2 separate regions of the Sus scrofa genome follow, and region 2 is linked to region 1. The links are chromatin contacts, called in public Hi-C maps. All regions are on one chromosome and are shown on one strand. Each heading gives the region's core, a stretch centred on a gene start, on an enhancer-like site or on the middle of the called end of the contact. The rest is flanking DNA. Distances are from core to core; before and after follow the strand shown. Region 1 holds the start of STK38 (serine/threonine-protein kinase 38). Region 2 holds the start of SRSF3 (serine/arginine-rich splicing factor 3).

What was found. A called contact is a pair of places that touch in the nucleus more often than the background predicts.
Region 2: a contact with region 1 is called in a Hi-C map of embryonic fibroblasts, with 1.7 times the contacts expected there. The contact joins the promoter of SRSF3 here to the promoter of STK38 in region 1. A contact is called at or near these places in 4 of 47 Hi-C or Micro-C datasets (embryonic fibroblasts, heart right ventricle, omental adipose tissue and 1 more) and 2 of 2 datasets of contacts at active chromatin or transcription factors (alveolar macrophages and skeletal muscle).

Annotation. Positions count from the first base shown.
Region 1 is chr7:32,251,026-32,257,467 of Sscrofa11.1, reverse strand. It overlaps STK38 (serine/threonine-protein kinase 38), which reads left to right and starts at 3,795. Exons shown (of 14, transcript XM_001929552.7): 1 at 3,795-4,121.
Region 2 is chr7:32,286,878-32,293,319 of Sscrofa11.1, reverse strand. It overlaps SRSF3 (serine/arginine-rich splicing factor 3), which reads right to left and starts at 3,856. Exons shown (of 6, transcript XM_021098646.1): 1 at 3,720-3,856; 2 at 1,809-2,016; 3 at 180-314. The coding sequence starts at 2,014.

The sequences.
Region 1 (6,442 bases), core at 2,546-5,045:
TTCGTTTGTTAAGGAATCTCCATAGTGACTGAAACAATTCACATTTCCACCAACAGTGTAAGAGGGTTCCTTTCTCTTCAGCCTACAGAATGGGAAAAAATCTGTGCAAATGATGCAATAGACAAGGGACTAATCACTCCAGCACTTATTATTTGCAGACTTTTTGGTGATGGCCATTCTGACTGGTGTGAAGTGATACCTTACTGGAGTTTGGATTTGCATTTCTCTAATAATTAGCAATGTTGAGCATCTTTTCATATGCCTGTTGGCCATCTGCCTGTCTTCTTTGGAGAATAAACACTGAATACTGATTTAAGGAAAATGATGGTCGTGAAGTAAGTTATGGAAGTTGTGGTGTAAGTTAAATCTTCATCTTCACTGAGGAAATTTAAAAACATCAAAAACTGAAAATTTAAGAGATGCGTTCCCGTCGGGGTTCAGTGGAAACGAATCTGACTAGGAACTATGAGGTTGCAGGTTTGATCCCTGGCCTTGCTCAGTGGGTTAAGGAGCTGGTGTTGCCGTGAGCTGTGCTGTAGGTCATGGACAAGGCTTGGATCTGGTGTTGCTGTGGCTGTGGCTGTGGCCGGCAGCTATAGCTCCGATTGGACCCTTAGCCTGGGAACCTCCATATGCCACAAGTTCAGCCCTAAAAAGCAAAAAAAAAAAAAGGAAAGAAAATTTAAGAGAAGAAAACAATGTTATTTAGAAACAGAGATAAATAGTAGAATAAAAGCACTGAAAGCAGCTGCTTGCTGACTAACTCCACTGGGAGGGGGTGGGGCAAGGAACTGCTGTTTATCATTATAAATCTTGTAGATCATTTGGCTTTTTCAAGTCCATGTGTGTATTACTTTCATAAAAATGAAAACTAAATTAAAAGTTATATGGGTCCAATGTGGAAACTTTGGAAAGTACAGAAAAGTATAAGAAATAATAATCACTCATAATTCACCCACTCAGAGAAAGTAACTATGCACATCTTTTGAGGAAGAGAATTCTTTTTTTTTTTTTGTCTTTTCTAAGGCCGCACCTTTGGCATATGGAGGTTCCCAGGCTAGGGGTCAAATCGGAGATACAGCTGCTAACCTACACCATAGCTACAGCAACATGGGATCTGAGCTGTGTTTGCGACCTACACCACAGCTCACGGCAATGCCAGGTCCTTAACCCACTGATCGAGGCCAGGGATCAAACCCTCAACTTCATGGTTCCCAGTCAGATTCATTTCCACTGCACCATAACAGGAACTCCACATTCAATGCTTTTTGATAGCGCTGATCTATCCTTGGCTTTGGTGCAGCCACTATGAAAAACAGAATGAAGATTCCTCAAAAAATTAAAAATTGAACTACCATTTGATGCATCTTCTACTCCTGGGTATTTATCTGAAGAAAAGAACACTAATTAGAAAAGACATATGCACCCCTACATTTCTGCAACATTATTTATACCTGTCTGGTCTGTGGCCCTCCGCTTGCAATATTATTTAAAACAACCAAGATATGGACACAACCTGAGTGCCCATCAATAGATAAATGGATAAAGAAGATGTGGTGTATGCATATATAGTGGAGTATTACTCAGTCATGAAAAAGAATGAAATCTTGCCATTTGTGACAACATGGATGGAAGAGGGTATTATGGTACAGTTATAGGTACAGAGATAGGTGGTTGTCAGAGGGGAGGTGAGTAGGAGGAATGGGGGAAATAGGTGAGGGAGATTAAGAGGTACAAACTTCTGGTTGCAAAATAAATGAGTCACAGTATGGAGAATATAGTCAATAACTATGTAATATCTTTGTGAGATGACTTACAATTAGACTTATATCTCTTTTTGCTTGTTTATTTTTGTTTTGGGCCACTCCCAGGGCATGCGGAAGTTCCAGGCCAGGGATCGAACTTGCACCACATCAGTGACCTCAGCTACTGCAGAAACAATGCCAGTAGCTGAGTCGCATGAGAACTCCCAGACTTATATAATTTTGAAATGTATAGAAATACTGAATCACTATTTTGTATAATAGAAACTAACACAGTGTCGTATACTTCAAAACCAGCCAAACAGACTCAGAAAAAGAATTCAGATCTGTGGTTACCAGAGTGGGGAAGGGGAAGCTAGGTGAAGGTGGTCAAAAAATACAAATTTCCAATTACAAGTACTAGAGATATAATGTACACCATGATAAATATAATTAACACTGCCATATGTTATATATGAAAGTGGTTAAGTGAGTAAATAATTTCTCATCACAAGGAAAAAATATTTTTGGGAGTTCCTGTTGTAGCTTGGCAGGTTAGGAACCTGACTTGCATTCATGAGGATGTGGTTTGATCCCTGACCTCGCTCAGTAGGTTAAGGATCTGGGTGTTGCTGTGGCTGAGGCGTAGGCCGGCAGCCAGAGCTGTGATTGGACCCCTAGCCTGGGAATTTACATATGCTGCAGGTGCAGCCCTAAAAAGCAAAAAAAAAAAAAAAAAAAAAAAAAGTATTTACATGAGGTGATGGATGTTCACTAAACTTACTGTGATAATCATTTCAAGATGTATGTAATTCAAATCATTATGCTGCCCACCTTAAACTTATAGCATGCTGTGTGTCAATCATACCTCAATAAAAATGGAAGAAGGAAAAAAAGAGTTTTGAGGATCACCTGAGATTAAGTGCTTGCCTGTGGTTTGTAAACTGAAAATGCTAATGCAAACATCTGGCACTGTTACTAAATCGTTAAGGCTGGGGAAGAATTTGACAAAGGCACTGGGGGAGAAGGGCCTCTGAGCTGAGAGAACAAAAGATGAAGTGGTTTTTGTGTGCTAGACAAAAGGAAACCGGGCTTTGAAGTCTAGAAAGATGAAAGCAGTCAAGGAAGGCCTATGTTTTTAAGACCATTAAGGAAACAAAGCCTGGGACCCCAAGCTTGAAGGATAAAACCAACACCCACGGTCTTACACAGCTACACAAGAGCGTGGGGGCAACATAATATCATAAAGCACCCTGAAGAATGACTTTCACACATGTTTCTTTCGTTGCCTAGATGACTTCTTTGAAGGCTGGCAGGGACCATGTCTTACTCATCTTGTTTCCAGAAGCCTGACACTTACTGGTCAAGAGCACTGCGCTCCACTCTCAAGGAAGGAATGACTGTCCAAAGGCTTGGGACCTCTTTAACCCAAGGGGTGGTACAGACTAAGCTGCTGGGTAGCCTTGAAAAGCAGGTTCTTCTGGGCACACTGGGATGACCTCCTGTTATCCAATGACCCCAGCCAAGTCAAGTCGCATTAATCCTTACTTTAAGAGGAGGTGGGGCCAAGCCCTCCAGAGGACCTATTTAGGACGGTCGAAACATCCAGGAGAAGCGGGGGATCACAACTACTAGAGTGATAGAATTTCATAGAACTACAGACGAGCGCGCGCACGAGCGCACACTCACACACACAGAGTGCCTGCCAAACTGGTTAAATACGAGGCAGGTTTGTAATCTAGTTAATTGCTTTGGTGTAGTTAATTGTATCCCGCCAATGTCAATTTCCTGGTTTTGATCATAGATTTTAGTTATGTAAGATGTTGAGGGCAGCTGAGTGGGTGATGGGTAAAAAGGACCTCTTTGTACTGATTTTGCAACTTCTTGTGAGAAAAATTATTTCAAAGTAAAAAGTTCAAAAAAAAAAAAAAAGACCCTTTCCCGAGCCGAGCCCCGCCCACCAGGATAAGGCCCCACACCTCACTCTTCTGAGCGCAACCCAGTCTCTCCTGCTGAATTGAGTCGGAGAGGGGCGGGGCCGCGCACGCGCAGACCGGAAAGCCCGCGCCGCGTCGCTGGGAAGTCACGCTTGCGCAGTCTGGGCCCCTGGCCGCCGCGCCAGCCTGTCTCCGCGGCTGGGGACCCGGCTGCCTCGGCCCCTCCGCTTGTCGTCTTTTCCGGCAGTTGGGGCGCTTCCTGTTGTCCTCACCGACAACCGCCCCTCGGCCCCCTACCTCAGAGCTCCTTACGCGTCCCCACCCCTCTTCTGGTCGGCTGGCTGCTGCCGCTGGGGTTTCGCCTGTCCGCACGTCGAGTCCGCTGGCTCGGCCGGCGTCTGCGGCTGTCTGCGCCCTCAGCCCTGCCTCCCCCGGGTCTCTGGTGAGTATCTTGCTGCTGTTGTCTTCAGTCTGGCTCAGGCTTCTCCCTTCATCTCTCCTCTTTCCCCGACTCTTTTTGGGGCTCTCCCCTGCCTGCTGGCGCCCTCTTTCCAGCCCTGCTCTTTCTGCCCCTCCTGACAGACAGCCCCCCCTGACAGACAGCCCCCCTCCTCCCGGCTTCCAGAGGCTCCTTGTGGGTCCTCGGCACGTTTTTCCAGCCCCGGGCTCCCCACCACTCCTTTCTCTTTAGTCGTGTGCATTTGGGGTGGGGAGCCAGGCTGTCTTCTTTCTGTGTTGCCAGCTTTGTCTGCTCACTGCCACCCGCTCAGTCTCCTCCGGGATGTCGGTCGTTAACAATTTTCACCTTTTTGGAGGGGTTGTCTAAGAACGTGAGAGGTGTTGTGTGAGGCAGCGATGTCGAAAGCCCCCACCCCACGGGACCTTTGAATCTGCCCCCTTCCCTACGGTTAGTCTTAGGGTCCCGGGCTTCAGGTCATCTGAAAACCACAAGAAACTGTAGTGGGAGATTTTTAAGAAGAGAGTGGAGAAGGCAAATCACTAAGGACTTAAAGCAAAGTCTGTGCAGAAAGACTTGGAGAAAGTGTGCAGCAGGGAAAGTGGGGAGGCCAGCGCTCCCAGGTGACTAAAAGACGGAGGAACTTGTTCTTTTGGAAAAGTGTAGAGAAAGGTTGCAGTGAAGGAGACCCTGTGCTGCTTCTCCCTTTCAGCTCTCTTTGGCTCTGAATTAGACTTAGCCAGGCAGTGGATGTGGTTTCCCTAAGCCTAAAACTACCAGCACCACAATAACAGGCTCCACTCTCCACCCAGACATTAGATAGCAGCTTCCTCATCAGAGCACAGGAGGAACAACTCTATCTGACTCTAAGAAAACCATTCCTGTCCTAACCGCGCCCCCTTTCATAGATACATGTTCTTAGCTCTTAGTAATGGGCATAAGAAATGGGCGTTTCCCTACTAAGTCTTTTATAAGGTACCTACTAAGTGCATAGCATCGTGCATGATATATATGGTGAAGGATACTAAAAGTAGTATAAGACAGAGTACTTGTCTTTCAGTGGCTTACAGTTTAGTAGAAATTAGATATGTGACTCTCAAGGAATAGTCTTAGCCCCAGTGTTGAATTGTCCAAATGAAAGTATTGGGTTGTTAGTCACAATGAATTAAAGAATTGGTGAGAAAAGGGGTACTTGTGGAGTTAACAGTCCCATTGTAGAGACAGTCAACCGTAAATCACCTGGATTGAATAAAACAAGAGTTTTCATTTGGTCTCCTTTTACTGTTTGCAGTACCTACCCCTGACTTATGAGGATCACAGTTTTTTTTGTTAAAGTTTTTAAGCTTTTTAAGAATTTCTCCCCTACTTATTAGCTATTAATTCTACGGAGTTGGAGAATGAAAGAAACAGGGCAAGGGCTTTCAGTGGTCAGGGCAGGAAGGCTTGAGTTGTCTAAAGCATGAGGAAAAGCCCTGTCTTACAACAAGTACTTGGTGGGCCCAGTAAACCTACTAATTGTTACAGAGGAAAAGTGATTGTAATTTTTGATGAAAGGTTATTGGAATTAAGCTAATCCTTTTATGAGGGGAGGAAAAGGACAGGGAGGAGGTTTTGAAGAAAGGTCAAAGGGAAGGACAGTTCATCCTTTGCTATTACATTAGAGACTGTGAAGGTTGAAAACCATTCTGCTAGAAAATTACTGGTCTGCCATATGAGCATCTTTGAGTACACTTAATCTTCTGTTGATCTTTTACAAAGTTGGGGAACATGCTAGCAACATAAATGGGTCAAAACTTTTGTTCCCCAGTTTTTATATCCTGTCAATGTAAATGTGATTTTATTCTTAGCTTCGCTGACAACTGAAAATCATTAACTTACTCAACTTATGTTTATTAGCCCTGTTATATGGAAGGCACTGTTTGTATTAAGCTTAAACATTCTCTAGTTATATTTTTATGTGAAGTACTTTCATTTGTTAAAATATAAATATATATATATGTAGAGAGACAAAAACACTCTGCAGAAATATTCCTACAAGGGAGGAGTACAAAACCCTCTCTTGCTTCAGACTTGTTTTTAAATCTGGTTTTAAAATTTCTTCACCAAACTTAGAGTGCATGTGGTTTTCATTGTGGGTGGAGGGGGTACAGACTGACAAATAAGGAACCACACCCAAGCTTCATAAACCAGACAGAGGTTTTTTAAAAAAAAATTCTACTGATATTCTAAAAACATTTGAGTTTGCTTTGATAGTAACAGAAACTTCCCCATAAAAAAATAACATTTTATATAAGGAAGGGATGAGT
Region 2 (6,442 bases), core at 2,607-5,106, 36 kb before region 1:
CCTAAGACAAAAGCCAACACTCAGCACAACTCACATACCCCAAGCTACGCCCAGCAAATGTTTCATAAAAACCTCTGATTCTTCAAAGTTTAAAACCCACCAACAAACTTTAAGAGAATACCTGTTCCTATCAGCTACTCCATTACACCAATACCTCTAAACACGCTCTCTCTAAGTACCTGCGGCGAGGTGGAGGACTCCTTCTCCGATAATCATCTCGAGGGCGACGACCCCAAGAAGGAGGTGGGCCACGATTTCTACTTCTCTTTTCACCATTAGAGAGTTCCACTCTTACTCGGCAGCCACACAGCGTTCTAAGAGGGAAGAAACATTAAATTTAAAGCAGCCGGATTGATTAAAAGATACACATTAAAGCGGGAAAAAAACCCCAACATTCATTTATAGCTAGTTTCTGTGTAAGAAACATCTGAATGCTCATAGAATTCTTAACACCAAAACAAGGTTTAGTTTCTATATTTTTTTCTGGTAAAAAACACCTTCCTTACATTTTATTGCTTTGTTAGTCAGTGTGATCATTGGGTTCAATGATCACAGTGACAATATTAAGTGTGAAAATCCCTGGATCCATTCTCAAAGAATTAGTTCATCTGTACATGCTGGTGTGACTACTTCCTTTGAGGTCCCAGCAATTGTTTACCAACCTTACTATATTTGTTGGTCTCCTTTCTCTTCATACCTCCAAGTAAAGAGCAGTAAACAGGACAGAAGCATTCTGGCCATTTATTTAATACAACCCTCTCCACTCAATCATCACACAATAGTTGACAAGAAATTGCAAGTGAGAACAGTAAGAAAGTTATCTCCCACCTCTTCATTGGTCCACAACCATTAAGTTTAGATAAGCCACATTTGGACAGACACTGGGAAGAGGTGGGGCTCTCAACCAGTTTCTGCAATTTGCTTAGTTAAGTGACCTTTCATATAGCTTTACAGCCAACTCTCAGATCCTTTCAGTTTTCCATCTTAAGGATCAAAGTTTTCCTTGATTTCATGAAATCCAGTGGTTTGCAAATGCCAGGATAAAGGGCAACACTAGTTCACTTTAAGACTCAGGTGTTATTTGAGTTCCCCGGTGGCTCAGCAAGTTAAAAATGCAGCACTGGAGACAGTTTGGGGGGGTTGGGGGATGGAAATCCTATAAAATTGGATTGTGATGATCATCGTACAACTAAAAATGTAATAAGTTCACTGAGTAATAGAAAAAAAAAAATAGAATGCAGCACTGTCACATTTGATCCCAGAACCTGGGAACATCCACAAGCCACTAGCACAGAAAAAACAAACAAAAAAAACCAAAAAACAAAACAAAACACCCAACTAACCTCAGGTGTTACTTAGCCAGTCAACAAGACACTAAAAGCATAGGGAAATAACACCCACACTTCCTAAAAAAAAGTGTTATCATGTAAAGATAATGGTACAATAAACCCATGTAACCATCATCCAGCTACAATCAATCAGGATGTGACCATAAGGGAATGTCTGATTCCACAATTTTAGATTTCAAAGTTTACAACATGACTATTTATAGTGGATTTAGATTAAAATATTTCAGTCATATTTTGGATGCTGCTCTCCACCCGCCAACTGCAAATAAAATTCTTTTCTTCAATGGCAAACTGAATAAACTCTCCCTACGTATCGTCACTAAAACCGTTGTCCTTTTTTGGCCAGAAAAAAAAAAATTTATGTAAATCTCCACAAAGCCATCTAAAAACCTCTTATCCTAGAGATTTTAAATATTAAAAGGACAAACAACATATTATTAGCAAAAATTAACAAATTACCTCCCATCTAGCTCTCGGACAGCATCAGCTGCATCTCGGGGATCTTCAAATTCAACAAAAGCAAAGCCAGGAGGATTTCTAGCAACCCATACACTTCGGAGTGGTCCATAATAGCCAAAAGCTCGTTCCAATTCAGTCTTGTTACCATTGTTTCCCAGATTACCTACATAAACTTTACAGTCCAATGGACAGGAATCACGATGCATTTCTGTAACAAAAAAAAAAAAAAAAATCCAAAATATCATAACCCACACAGTAAAAAACAGATCCTTAGGAAAGAATTCAAAAACCGAAAAAAGGTAAAGGCACTACCCTTGAAACACCCCAATCGTTGCCAATAACCACCTGGAAGCCAAGCTGTGTAAGAAAATAAAAAAAAAAATCACCTCCCAGAGAAGTGGAGGGAGGAAACAGTAGGGGAGCATATGCCACAAAATGGGAACTGAGAGACTTAAACCTATTTCAGTTATCTGAAGGGGGGGGAGGAACAACTTTGAAAAGTAGGATTAAAAGCAAAACCTGGAGACTACAAAACAAAATGACAAGTGAAGACAAGACAGCAGTTAAGGCTAAACCACTAAAAAAGTGATAGTAATGTGCCTTCACAAGCCAAAACTTTACTCAAGCAGGACAAACTTGTTTTTTAAAAATATATATCTTGTTCTACCCTCAACAGCCGAAAGGTGTTAACCCAAATGTCCAGCAACAAAATGGAGAAGCAAAATTATTACCCATACAATGGAGTATTCAGGAACGAGTACCCATAAACATGGACAAAACGTGAAAGCATGCTAAGTTATAGATATCAGACAAAAAAAATACACGTAATACCATCCCATGTATGTGAAATATCCGAAACGGGTAAATCCAGAGACAGATTAGTAGCTACCAGGGGCTGCGGGAGAGAAAGGGGCAGGCCAAAAGGGTAGTGGCTGCTTAACAGTACAGGTCACCTTAGTGGGTATAATAAAATGCTTTAAAACTAGATAGAGGTGATAGTTACACAACATTGTGAAGGTATCGAATGCTTCTGAATCGTGCACTTTAAAATGAATGTTACATTAACTCCACCTCATGGGGAAAAAAATAGATTATTTGTTGTGCAAGAACTTAAGGCACTTTAGTTTACATTTGAAAAACCTTCAATACTAATAAAGCCGCCTCAGCAACGAATCTAATCAACTTGTAGATTACATACGAAAAGCAGCCTGTCCAAAAACTCAGCTTAAGGGCTTTTCATAAACACGTTATCCAATTAAAAAAAAAAAAAATACCCGCCCAGACACATCCTATTTGTGTGACCCCGCCCTGTGCCCAGAAGTTCCGAGACCAAACCCATTGTTGGTGAATTAATCTTTCCCAAAAACTTTACCCTGACCAGTTTTAATGCGAAGCAGCTATAAGAACAATACAGCTCAAGAAAGATCAGCTTAAAAAAAAATAGTTATTGGATTCAGGCTGTAAAAAGTGAAGTTAAAGTAACACGAAAATGAAAGAAAGTAGAGAAATCCTCAAATATGGATCGAAGGGTCCAGTCTTGAGTAGTGACTTGAAGAAAAAAAATCCTAAGCCGCTACTTAAGGAAACGTGGGCAAAAAGAAAAAAAAGGCGCCATAAATTGAATGGCCGCGATCTAGAGTACAACCGATTACCGATACCCCCTTTGCCTCAACTCGAGCAATCTCACTTCCCGATTCAGCCCCCCAGGGAAGGGTTATAAGCACCTCCACTTGGAAGCCTGGGTGCCTGCTCCGGGGGGCCGGGAGCCCCCTCCACCGCCCCGTGTTGAACGTCACAAAATGGCGGCAGCGTCTCTTTGTCTCAATCTGGCGCCGCCATTGGGCCTGGCCCCACCTCGGTCCTGTTAAGGCCCATTTCCCACCTCATTCCTTTAGTCGCTGGGTCTCTTACCGAGATCTTAGATTAGAAATGCGAAGACTCAAATCCACGCACCCGCGGCTGTCTCTTCCCACTCCCCTCCCGCCTGGCTCCAGCAGATACTCTCCCCGATCCGGCGTCCACGAAATGGCGGACCAACACCGTCTCCTCGCCTGTATTTATAAGCCATCCTGGAGTCACATGATTGGACGGGTTCGCCCAATGAGAGGCGAAGAAGACCGTGACGTAATGGCCACAAACGCTGCGAGAACCGCGGTTGCTGAGAGCCTTCTCTGGTTGTGCTGCCTCGTCGGTGGAGACGCGCGCAGCCGTCGTGCCTCAGGGCCAGAGCTCCCTCGGTGTAATTCTCCTGTTGCCGAGTTCTCCTCAGTCACCTCTCCCTCATCTCCAAATAGCCTATTAATAGGGATTTAATAACATCATCGCCGGTCACACCCAAACACTGATAGAGCCTTTTGCACCCAATAAGATTACAGTATAAAATGAGTTCATTAATTACTGCTCCGCATGAGCGGTTAGGCAGGAACTGAGACCATCACGTTTACAAACGTGCTTCGGAGTTGCTCCCAAGGTCACGGGGCTGTTTGTGAACCCGCTGTCACCACACTGTGCCCCTCCGGGTCCCACACTTGGGGAAAAGCCCAGTCACGGAAAGTCGGCCCAACTCTGGCTGGTCTGCCACCTCTCACCCAAACTGCACGATTTGGCAGAGACGATGGCGTCATCATTTTGGACTCTTGAAATGTTTAATAGAAACTCAAAGGCAAATGAGACGGGTCAGGCCATCCAGAAAGTATCGCATTTAGTAACAGTATAAAAGGAAGTTCCTGAGGAGATTGAATTCGGCACCCCTCTCCTCCGCAACGAATACCAGTCTGTCTTCTGGCAAAGGCTGTTGTACTGACCGGGGCTCAGAGGTGGGGGGTCTATGGTTCACTAACACCTTCCTCTCTGCTTTCCACTTCCTCTGAAAAGAACTGAGCCACGAAATTAACTATTGGGAGAGAAATACCAATGGTTTGTTAGAAAAATCACCAAGATCTTCCTCTCTGGAACAGTGAGTTCAGCTAAGAGGGTTGCCTGGTTTCCTCCCCTTTCAGTGGAGTCTGACTTACTAACGTATCTAAATCTGCTCTCAAGAAAAATAATAACTTGTATTTTTCCACCAGTAGCTGAAAGATATGCCAAACATTCACTGCTTTCCTTTTCCCAGATATTCTCTTATTGTGGCTCTAAGAAGTTTATCTATCCATGTGGGGTGGAGACACGACTTACTGTTTCTGAGTTTTCACACCTGTAAAAAACGAGGATTTCATACTGGCAAGGGAAGAGGGAGAATGGAAACTACATTTGTTGAGCCAAGCCCTGAGCTGGTCTTACCTGGGTTTTTCCCAGGTAGGAATTCTAGCAAAGCTTTTCTCTTCCTCTTCTTTCCTTCTCTAAATGTTTTTCTATTCTGGCTTACTTCTATTTGCTTTGATTTGCTCCTCTCTTCCTGTGTAAGCTTTTCTCCTCTTTTTATTTCCTTCTATCAAAGCAAAGCCATTGAAGTCAGACAGTCCTATATTTGGACCCACAGTACTGCTGCTACTTACTGCTAAAGTGTCTGGAGAAATATCCCTTACCATCTCAATATTAGTTTCCTCTCTGTAAAATGGGTAACTACACCAAGCCTTGCAGGGTTGTTACATGCAGTCTCCCCACTTACAGGAACTTCAACTTTGTTTGTCTTTTTGTATTTTCTAGGGCTGCACTTGTGGCATAGGGAGGGTCCCAGGCTAGGGGTCTAATCAGAGCTGTAGGCTGCTGGCCTTCGCCAGAGCCACAGCAACATGGGATCCGAGCTGTGTTTGCCACCTACACCACAGCTCATGGCAACACTGGATCCTTAACCCACCGAGCAAGGCCAGGGATCAAACCTACAACCTCGTGGTTCCTAGTTGGATTCGTTAACCACTGAGCCACAGTGGGAACTCCAGGAACTTCACCTTTGGACTGTTGTTGCTCACTCCGCCTCCCCAGGGCCTGAAAACAAGTCTGGCAGAGAGCAGATGATCAATACATATTTGTTTAATTATCTAATTAATTAAAATAAATAATGCAGATAAATAAGCTGGCACAACCCTTGCTCGAAAATGCTCTTTTTAAATGTTCTTTTTTTTTTTTTTTTTTTTTTTTTTAAGGGCTGCACCTGTGGCACATTGACGTTCTCAGGCTAGGGGTTGAATCTGACCTGTAACTGCCAGCCTACACAACAGCCACAACAACTCCAGTCCGAACTGTATCTGCGACCTACACCACAGCTCATGGCAACACCCGATCCTTAACCCACTGAGTGAGGCCAGGGATCGAACCCTTGTCCTCATGGATAATAATCAGATTCGTTTCAGCTGAGCCACAATGGAAACTCCCAAATGTTCTTTTCACATATCAGTATCCCATTCTTTACCACCATTTTTCCTGTTTGTTTGTTTGTGTGTGTAATGCTAATCCAGCATGTATCTTTTTTTTTTTTTTTTTTTTTTTTTTTTTGGTTTTTAGGCCTGCACTCACAGCATATAGAAGTTCCCAGGCTAGGGGTCGAATGGAGCTACAGCTGCCAGCCTATACCACGGCCACAGCAATGCCGGATCCAGGCCTCATCTGCTACCTACACCACAGCTTATGGTGACACTGGATCCCCAACACACTCATCAAGGCCAGGGATCAAACCCAAAGCTTCATAGTTACTAGTC